2 separate regions of the Mus musculus genome follow, and region 1 is linked to region 2. The links are chromatin contacts, called in public promoter capture Hi-C maps. All regions are on one chromosome and are shown on one strand. Each heading gives the region's core, a stretch centred on a gene start, on an enhancer-like site or on the middle of the called end of the contact. The rest is flanking DNA. Distances are from core to core; before and after follow the strand shown. Region 1 holds the start of Pparg (peroxisome proliferator activated receptor gamma). Region 2 holds the start of Vhl (von Hippel-Lindau tumor suppressor).

Region 1 (3,989 bases), core at 1,438-3,937, 1.7 Mb before region 2:
AGAAACAAAGACTCATAACTTTAAGCTTCCCTAACTTTCCATACTTAGAAAGAACATAATAATTGGAGTAGTTAAGCAGCATATGCATCCATGTTCTAAACAGAATATTTGATTAAAATATTGATATGTACGTATAACTGAAGAGAAGTAGTAAGAATAAAGCTAGGTCTTAAGATAATGATTTAAGGATATACCATACCAGTGGTAGATATTATCTTAACATGAACCGTACATTTCGCCAAAGTATGGCCTATTGTGTTTGAGATCTCCTTATAAATGCAGTTGTGCTGGATAATTTATTAAATTTAATATATATAATTTAAAATAGATAATGTATAACTCTCAAAAACCTCCCCCTGTATTGTGAGAAAATTACAAGAAATGAACAAAAACCACCTTAGGGGAAAAAAAATTAATTTTTTTTTTAAAAAACCTCATATGCTATGAAACTAACTAATATATAGTATTTGAGGCTCCCTTGGTATTGAGACCAACATTTAACTGGCCTTGCTTTTTTTTTGGTCAACTTAATTCTGTTTCTAGTGACCTTTGTAAGCAATCATGCCGCTGCCCTTTTTGCTGTATTTAGGCGTTAAGAAAGTGAAGTTAAGTAATGGATAACAGGGAAATTTGCCACAAAAATAAGAAAAACAAGAAAGAAATTCACTTTGACAATTTGTGGGTTGTGCATATGTTTAAAATTACATACTATTGACTTAAATCAAATTGTCTTGACTAGTGTAGTATTTTTTTAAATCTTCTACCAATATTTACTTAGTGGAATCCTATGAAAGCAAAAAAAAAAATTCTTCCAGTATTTTTGCCTCACTTTATGACACAGAGAATATTTCCAAGTCCACATGACAATAAATTTAGCAGAAAGACACAAATTAGAATGGCCAACATGTCTTGCCATACGCACCGGGCACCTACAGACCCTGTGAAAGCTGTGAAAATATTCAGACTTTTGGGTAAATTATTTTAACAAAATTTTTATGTAAGTTTCCTTCTATTAGCAACCACTTCATAATTTGAAAAGTAAGTTAAATACATTGCTGATCCTTATACATGTTTTCACAGTGCCTTTACATATTCCCCACACAGAAGGATCTTGACAAGACTGATGGAATATTCTTTTCAGAGACTTAAAAGTAAAAAAAATCATTTATTTAAATATGTAAAACTTACTAACTGAAATCAGTCACTTGCATAATCCATTTCTACGTCAAAAATTTAAAGTCATGCTTTTCATATATGAATTTTAAATGTCATAGGGATTTTGAAACTAAAGATATGATTTTTTTTAAAGTGTAATTTGCCCTTTTCTGTTAAAGTGATTCTGAAAGATGTAGTGACATGAATGTTAGGAAAACCAGCTCCTTTAAAGGAAATATACTTAATTATTAAAAAATAGTTATCACAAAAAATATCAAAGTAGTCTTAAGTATTGATGTGTATAATGTTTCCAGGTCTTTTAGTTCTAATGTGTTTAGAAGAACTTATAATCTTTGAAATATAAAAGACCGAGGAAACAGCATCAAAAAACTCTTCGGCCTAGAGGCATCAAGAACTTCAGACTTCACCGGCGCCATTGTTCTTCAACAGTTTGAAGAGTTTGAAACTTTTACATATGAAAAAGATTTTTTTCCTTAAAAAGAAAACTGTCAACAATCTTTTCCCTTCTAGTGAGCTGCAAAAGCGTGAGGTGACCACCAGTTGCTCCTTAGATCTTCTCACTGAAGATATAGTTCTCAGCAAATTAAATATGAAGTAGCACTGGAGTGAGCAAATTTACACAAAACACACAGTAAAATAAAAATCGAGGGCTTTATAATATGTTTCACTCCAACTAAGGCATGACACTGAGTTAAAATGTTCATATATTAAAATTAATATTTCGGACATTTACTTTAGAGCAAATGTGGTTGAAGATAAGACAACAGAGAACTTATTTTAAAGTTGAAACCCAATCTTCTGAAATGCTGCTCCAAATGCTCGTAGTATCTATGAGTGCTTCTGTCAAACTTGCAAGAGAACTATCTCTTTGAGTAGTCATAGCGTATATCCGTTCCTACCCTAGCCAGGTTTTAAATCACAGAGCACCTGGAGTTAGTTACATTTTTAGTCAGCAATTGATCACTTAGCTATGGACGACAGGAAGACTCCCACAGAGCACCTGATATCTTTGGAAGACCTGCCCAAGTCCAAGACTAAGTTATTCATTTAATAACTCCAGTTAACAATTTGCTTCGTGCATGATAATAAAGAGTTGACATTACAATAATGAACTCCAAATCAAGAGGCTTTCCAACTGTTAGCTATCCTACAACTTGGTTCATCTGGTTTTGTTTTCAAATGATCATTTAATTTTACATTTTTGTCCTTCATCCTGCTAAAAAGGGACACCTTTTAGCCTCTTCCTCACAGAAAACTTAACTTTTCTTTTTTCCCTTCTGAAATAAATGGCACGACCTCCCCCCTATTAGCATCAGAAGCAAAGCAGATTCTTAACAGTACAAGAACACAGCCAGACCATCCTGATGTGTAAGAACTTGGGGGCAGTTTGGCCACTTCACTACACACACCAACAAAAACGTGATGACGATGGGGCCACTCACCTACTCAATGGGAGTTAAGAAGAATTTAGCGCTGCAGCCTTCAGATCCCCAGCAGAGGTCCAGGCCCCTTCTTGACCTCCTCGCGTCCCTTATATAAAAGCAGCCCAGGCTACTCCCAGTTTCTGCCTCCTCACCTTAGGCTCCTCCCCAATCCCAAGCCATAAAGCACCGGGAGCCACACACCCACCTTCCGCCCCCAGCACGAGGGCTGCCTACTCCCGTGAGCCGGGCCCTGTGCTCGCCCCCTGCTTAGATTGAAGAGGGGCACTGGCGGGGCGGGGCCTTGGCGACAGTGACCCCGCTTTCCTCACACCTGGTGAGCCCCGGGCAGGGGGCCGTGGGCCAAATCGCCTCCGTGATCACGGGCGCATCCTCCTCCCCACCCTCCGACCCCTAGAGCCTCAGGGCGACCGGTGGCTGCTGGCGAGCCCCTCTCTAAATCTGTCACCAGGATCCGCACAATGCGGTCCCCAACGCGGTAGTTCTGGAGACCTGGCTTTCCTGTCAGGGTCTGGAACAGGGGCAACCCTGTTCCGCGCTCACACACATGCCTGCCTGCGCACCCTCTCAGGGAAGCACTGTGGCCCTCCGCACCGTGCCGGTGCCCCTCACGAGGACAGTCACCCTGTCAGTCACACTCGGCTCTCCAGGAGGGTGACCGGTCCTCAGCCGAGACCCCTCACTCTGTCCCTGAGTCCGCGACCCCGCCCCGCTATCACTCTCTCGCTCTTCTCTTGTGTGACTTCTCCTCAGCCCGCGCGATCCCCTCAGACCCAGACTCTGTCACCTTGTCTGTCACATTCGGTCCTGTCAAGAGTTTGCCTTCTCCTCAGCCGGGGTCCCTTGAGTCAAGATTCTGTCACTTGGTCACTCTCCGTCCTGTCGGAGTGTGGCTTTCCAGCCCGTATCCCCTCTAGTCGAGACAGGGTTAGGCTGTCAGTTACGCAGCCCTGTCAGAATGTGACTTCTCATCCCGAGTCCCCTCAGCGGAGACCCAGTCACCTAGCCAGTCAGATCCAGACCCCACAAGCCGAGACCCCCCCTCACCTTGTCTGTCACACAGTCCTGTCAGAACGTGACTTCTCAGCCCGCGTCCCCTCAACCGAGACCCCGTCAGGCTGTTGGTCTCACAGGCTCCTGTCAGAGTGTGACTTCTCCTCAGCCCGTCCCCTCAGCCCGGTCACCTTGTCGTCACACTCGGTCCCCTCAGGCTGCGCGCGACCCAATACCCCAGCGCAGCGCCCCAGGTCTCTTCTTCCGCGTCCCTCCGGCGGGCCGCGTGGCCCGGGGCGACTCTGACCTGAGGCGGCGGCTTGGCGGGTGCTGTGCGTCGGTGAGGCCGACCCGACCCGAGCGCCCCAGGCGGCTGCC
Region 2 (4,468 bases), core at 578-3,077:
AATAAAAGAAAGCATCTAACTGAGGCTTACTGAGCGTTTCAGGGGTTTTAATCCATCCATCATCAGCATGATGGGAAGCATGGTGGTACCCAGGCAGACTTGGGGCTGGAGAAGTAACTAAGGATTCTCTACATCCAGATCCAAAGGTGTAGCCAGTGAGATTGTGAGTTTGGTTTAGGCTTCTGAAACCTCAAAGCCCATCCCTAGTGGCACACTTCCTCCAACCAGGCCACACCTACTCATCCTTCACCACTTTCAAACTAATCCTTAGGACTACACCCTAAGCATTCAGATATATTAGCCTATAGGAGTCACTCTTATTCAAACTGCCAAGGTTAGGGTTTCTTTTCCCAAGTAAGAGCAGGGACCTCGGATCCCTGGAGCTGGAGTAATGGAAACTTGTGAGCTGCCTGACCTGGGTACTGAGAAGCTAACCCTGAAAGAGCAGTATAAACCGGCCTTGGTGACAAAGGCCTTTGCTTTAATCCCAGTACTCAGGGGGCAGAAGGAAGTTGGATTTCAGTGAGAGGCCAGCCTGATCTACAAAATTCCCACATCACTCAGCTGTCTGGCTGGTTGCTTCAGACACAATCTTGGGGCTTAGCCAAGGCTGGACTTGCACTCAGTGAAATCCTTCTGTCTTGGCCTCCTGAGTCCTGGGCTACCACACACAGATCTGGGTACATTTTTTTTCAATACATAAATAAGGCAATGTCAAACAGCCCCAATTCACTACGGCTAAAATCAACTTTTGAACTTTTTCTCTCACTGTTTGGCGGCAAACCAAAAAAGCCTGGTGCAGTCATCTTGCCTCGGTTTTCTGAGTCCTGGGGATTGTACACCTGAGAGCGGCTTCACTTGTTTTTCATAGCCATCCAGTCATGACACTGATAGAACTGACTGACTTCCACTGATGCTTGTCACAGTTAATAAGCTTACGTGGTCAGGCTTGGTACAAACCTGAAATCAGTGGCGAAGGCAGAAAGATCGAGAGTTCAACCCGTTATCCCATACTCACTTGTTTTCGGCCAAGACGCCAATCGGTAAAGGTGATCCCCCAACTACAACTGTTAACTCCCTCAGCTGACTTATCCTACTCCGGTTCTCCTAAGCTGCGTGCTCTTTCTTCACCTGGACGCACCCACACTCTGCCCATGCTTTCGCAAACCTCTAAGCTCGGTGCCTAGCGCAGCAATTATGACACAGGCTGGTTCTTGTCTGTTCATACATTTTTTTTGTCTGTAACCCTCCAAGTTGTCATCACCAAGGCAGGTTCGCATGCCGAACCTGACCGGGAACTGGGTTAACACTGCATCCGAAATCACTGGTAGGGGCCGGGCATTTTCTCGGGGTAGATGCAGTGGGTAGGGACAAGATGCTCGGGGTCGGAGAGAAAGCGCCCCGCCTGTTACAGCAGCAGCGGCCTAGCGCGCGGCTCGTACCTCGGTAGCTGTGGATGCGGCGGCCGGTGCCCGGTGGTAAGATCGGGTAGGGCTGAGGCTCGCCGTCGAAGTTGAGCCACAAAGGCAGCACGACGCGCGGGCTGCGGTTGCAGAAGATGACCTGAGAGGGCTCGCGCGAGTTCACCGAGCGCAGCACCGGCCGCGGCCGCCCAGCCTCCATCTCCTCAGGACCGGGCTCCCCCGCCGCCTCCTCTGGACTGGCTGCCTTCCGGGGCATTATTGGAACGGGTCCCTCGGATTCGCAAGCTGGACGTGGGCGGCGCGTGCGTGCGTGCGGATCTACGCGCTCCGGGACAGGTCTGCCGGTCCCAGACGCGCTCCGGGCAACTTGAAGGCGGAAATGGCCGCCGGGAGCCCTCAAACTGGGGGGCGGGGCGGCACGGAGCCAGGGGCCGCGGCGGTGGGCGGGGCCGCAGCAGTGGGCGGGGCGGCGGGGCGGCGGGGCGGGGCCGCGGCGGAGCCCCGGGTTATAAATTCCACCTCCTACAGTTGGGTTTCTGTTTGTTTCCTTTCCTTTTCTTTTTCCTTCTTTTTTTTTTTTCCCCCAAGATAGAGTTTCTTCGTGTAATCCTGGCTGTCCTGGAACTCACACCCTAGATCAGTCTGGCCTCGAACTCTCGGAGATCTGCCTGCCTCTGCTTCCAGAGTACTGGGATTAAAGCCGTTATCTCCATGCCAGAAAGACTTGCTTTGAGGTAGGGTCTCACTATGTAGGCCTAGAACTCATTATGTATATCCGGCTTGTCCTGAACTCAAAGATCTCCCTGCCTCAGACTCCAGAGAACAGGGACCAAGGGCAGTTGGATTTTTTTTTTTTTTTTTTTTTGGGTAGCATTGTTTCCCCCTGGCTGGTCTGGAATTCCGTGTACAGACCAAACCAGCTTCAAACTTAAGAGTGATCTCCTGCCTCTGACTCCAGAGTGCTGGAATTACAGGCATGAGCCTCATATATATATATATATTTTTTTTTTTTTGAGTGTACTTAAATTTAATTTCTTCTCTTAAGATCTCCACGGGCTTGCCATATTTCCCCTTCTGCCTTTGCTTTTTGGTTTTTCAAGACAGGGTTTCTCTGGGTAGCTCCAGCTCTCTTGGAACTCACTCTGTAGACCAGTCTGACCTCCAATCTCCTGCCTCTGCCTCCCAAGTGTTGATATAAAAGCTGAGTACCACCGCTGCCGGGCCCACCTATGCTATTATTTAAAGTTTTTCTCATTGATGAGTTTGAGTCTGTCTCTATTTTTAACTACACATTTCAAAATGTCTTCCAGAGTACAAAAGTAAAACTTTCCCTCCTTTTCCATCTGCATTCCCAGAAAACAGTATTACCAGTTTTTGTTTCCTTTCAAACTTTTTTATGTTTGTGAATAGAATTTTAAAATATTTTGTCTTTTTCTTTTTAGACGCAGACTTATTGCATAGTTCCCATTGCCTTGCAGCTGAATATATATAGCCCAGGCTGGCCTCAAATTAGTGGCACTCCTGTGTCTGCCTCCCAAGTACTGGCATTCTAGATATGTGCTACCATGACTGGTTCAAAGAATTAGCATACAACTACTATCAGATAACATTCAGTGCCATTTTTCCATAGACATTTCTGGCAGAAGTTTCATCAGATGAGCTTTTTTTAAATGTACGGGCCGGGCAGTGGTGGCGCACGCCTTTAATCCCAGCACTTGGGAGGCAGAGGCAGGAGGATTTCTGAGTTCGAGGCCAGCCTGGTCTACAAAGTGAGTTCCAGGACAGACAGAGAAACCTTGTCTCAAAAACCCAAAAAACCAAAGTAAATAAATAAACAAAAAATTAAAAATGTACGGGTGTGCATGTGTGAGCTCATCCAGGGGCTGATGAACACAGGGAGGATTGGATTTCCTGGAGCTGGAGTCAGAAGTCGCTGTGAGCTGCCTGTTGTGGGAACTGGGAATTGAACCCAGGTCCTCTGTGAGAGCAACCAGTGCTCTTAACCACTGAGTCAGCTCTCCAGGGCTTCTAAATTCTCTTGAATTTTTAGTTCCCCATTTTTCAGGTAGGTTCTTTATTTTCAGTGTTGAGAAATCCAGAGCTTTATGTATGACACGCGAGCCACCTACCTCTGTGCCTAGACCAAATTTAGTATTTTGTCTAATATTATGTTTAGCACATGTCTACTGAATGGGCCATGTGATAGAACCAGTCTCTGCCTTCAGAATGCTGAAAGGCTAGTGTGGAAGGACACAGGACAACTCGGAGGAGCAGTGTTATTTGGTTGTAACAAAGAATGTGAAAGGTGACTAGATGAGCCAGGAAAAAAATCAAGCAGGGTGTCTGAATTCCATTTAGGCTCCTTTATCAAGTCTGGCGAATAAATCACCCTGAACAGTAGAAGTTTATGTCATGCTTTTGGAGCAGTTGAAGATACAGTTTTATGGACTAAAGAAATGGCTTAGTAGTTAAAGAGTGTGCTGCTCTGAGGACCTGAGTTCAGTCCCCAGCATCCACATCAGGTGGCCCACAACTGCCTGTCACTCCAGGTCTAGGGAGTTCAATGCCCTCTTCTGACCTCCACAGACATGTGCAAGCCCCCCCCCGCCCCCATACACAAACAAACATACATACATGATTTAAAAATAAAAATACGGTGGAGAGTTGGCTCCTTGGTTAGGAGCACTGGCTGCTCTTGCAGACGACTCTGGTTTGATTGGCAGCTCACAACCATATGGGACCCCAGTCCCAGGGGATCGGACACTTTCGTGGGTACCAGGCATGCAGTTTGCGCACACACATACCTGATAGTACATACATACACATACATACATAAAGACAGTAAGTAAAATTTAAAAAAACCTAAAGAATAAAAATAAGGACTAGAGGGAGCTCAGCAGTTAACATTACTTAAAACTGCTCTATCAGAGAAGAGATGGTTCCTAAAACACCAGGTGACTCACAACTGCCTGGAACTTCAGCTCCAGGGGATCTGGCACTCTTCTGGTCTCTGCAGGCACATGCATATTTGCACACACATGTGC

Evidence for each region. Promoter capture Hi-C pulls out the DNA fragments that hold promoters and counts their contacts.
Region 1: a contact with region 2 is called in a promoter capture Hi-C map of liver, with 3 times the contacts expected there. The contact joins the promoter of Pparg here to the promoter of Vhl in region 2. A contact is called at or near these places in 1 of 39 promoter capture datasets (liver) and 1 of 115 datasets of contacts at active chromatin or transcription factors (pancreatic cancer cells).

The regions. Positions count from the first base shown.
Region 1 is chr6:115,361,047-115,365,035 of GRCm38.p6, reverse strand. It overlaps Pparg (peroxisome proliferator activated receptor gamma), which reads right to left and starts at 2,687. Exons shown (of 8, transcript NM_001308354.1): 1 at 2,619-2,687.
Region 2 is chr6:113,621,353-113,625,820 of GRCm38.p6, reverse strand. Vhl (von Hippel-Lindau tumor suppressor) reads right to left here and starts at 1,827. Exons shown (of 3, transcript NM_009507.4): 1 at 1,443-1,827. The coding sequence starts at 1,680.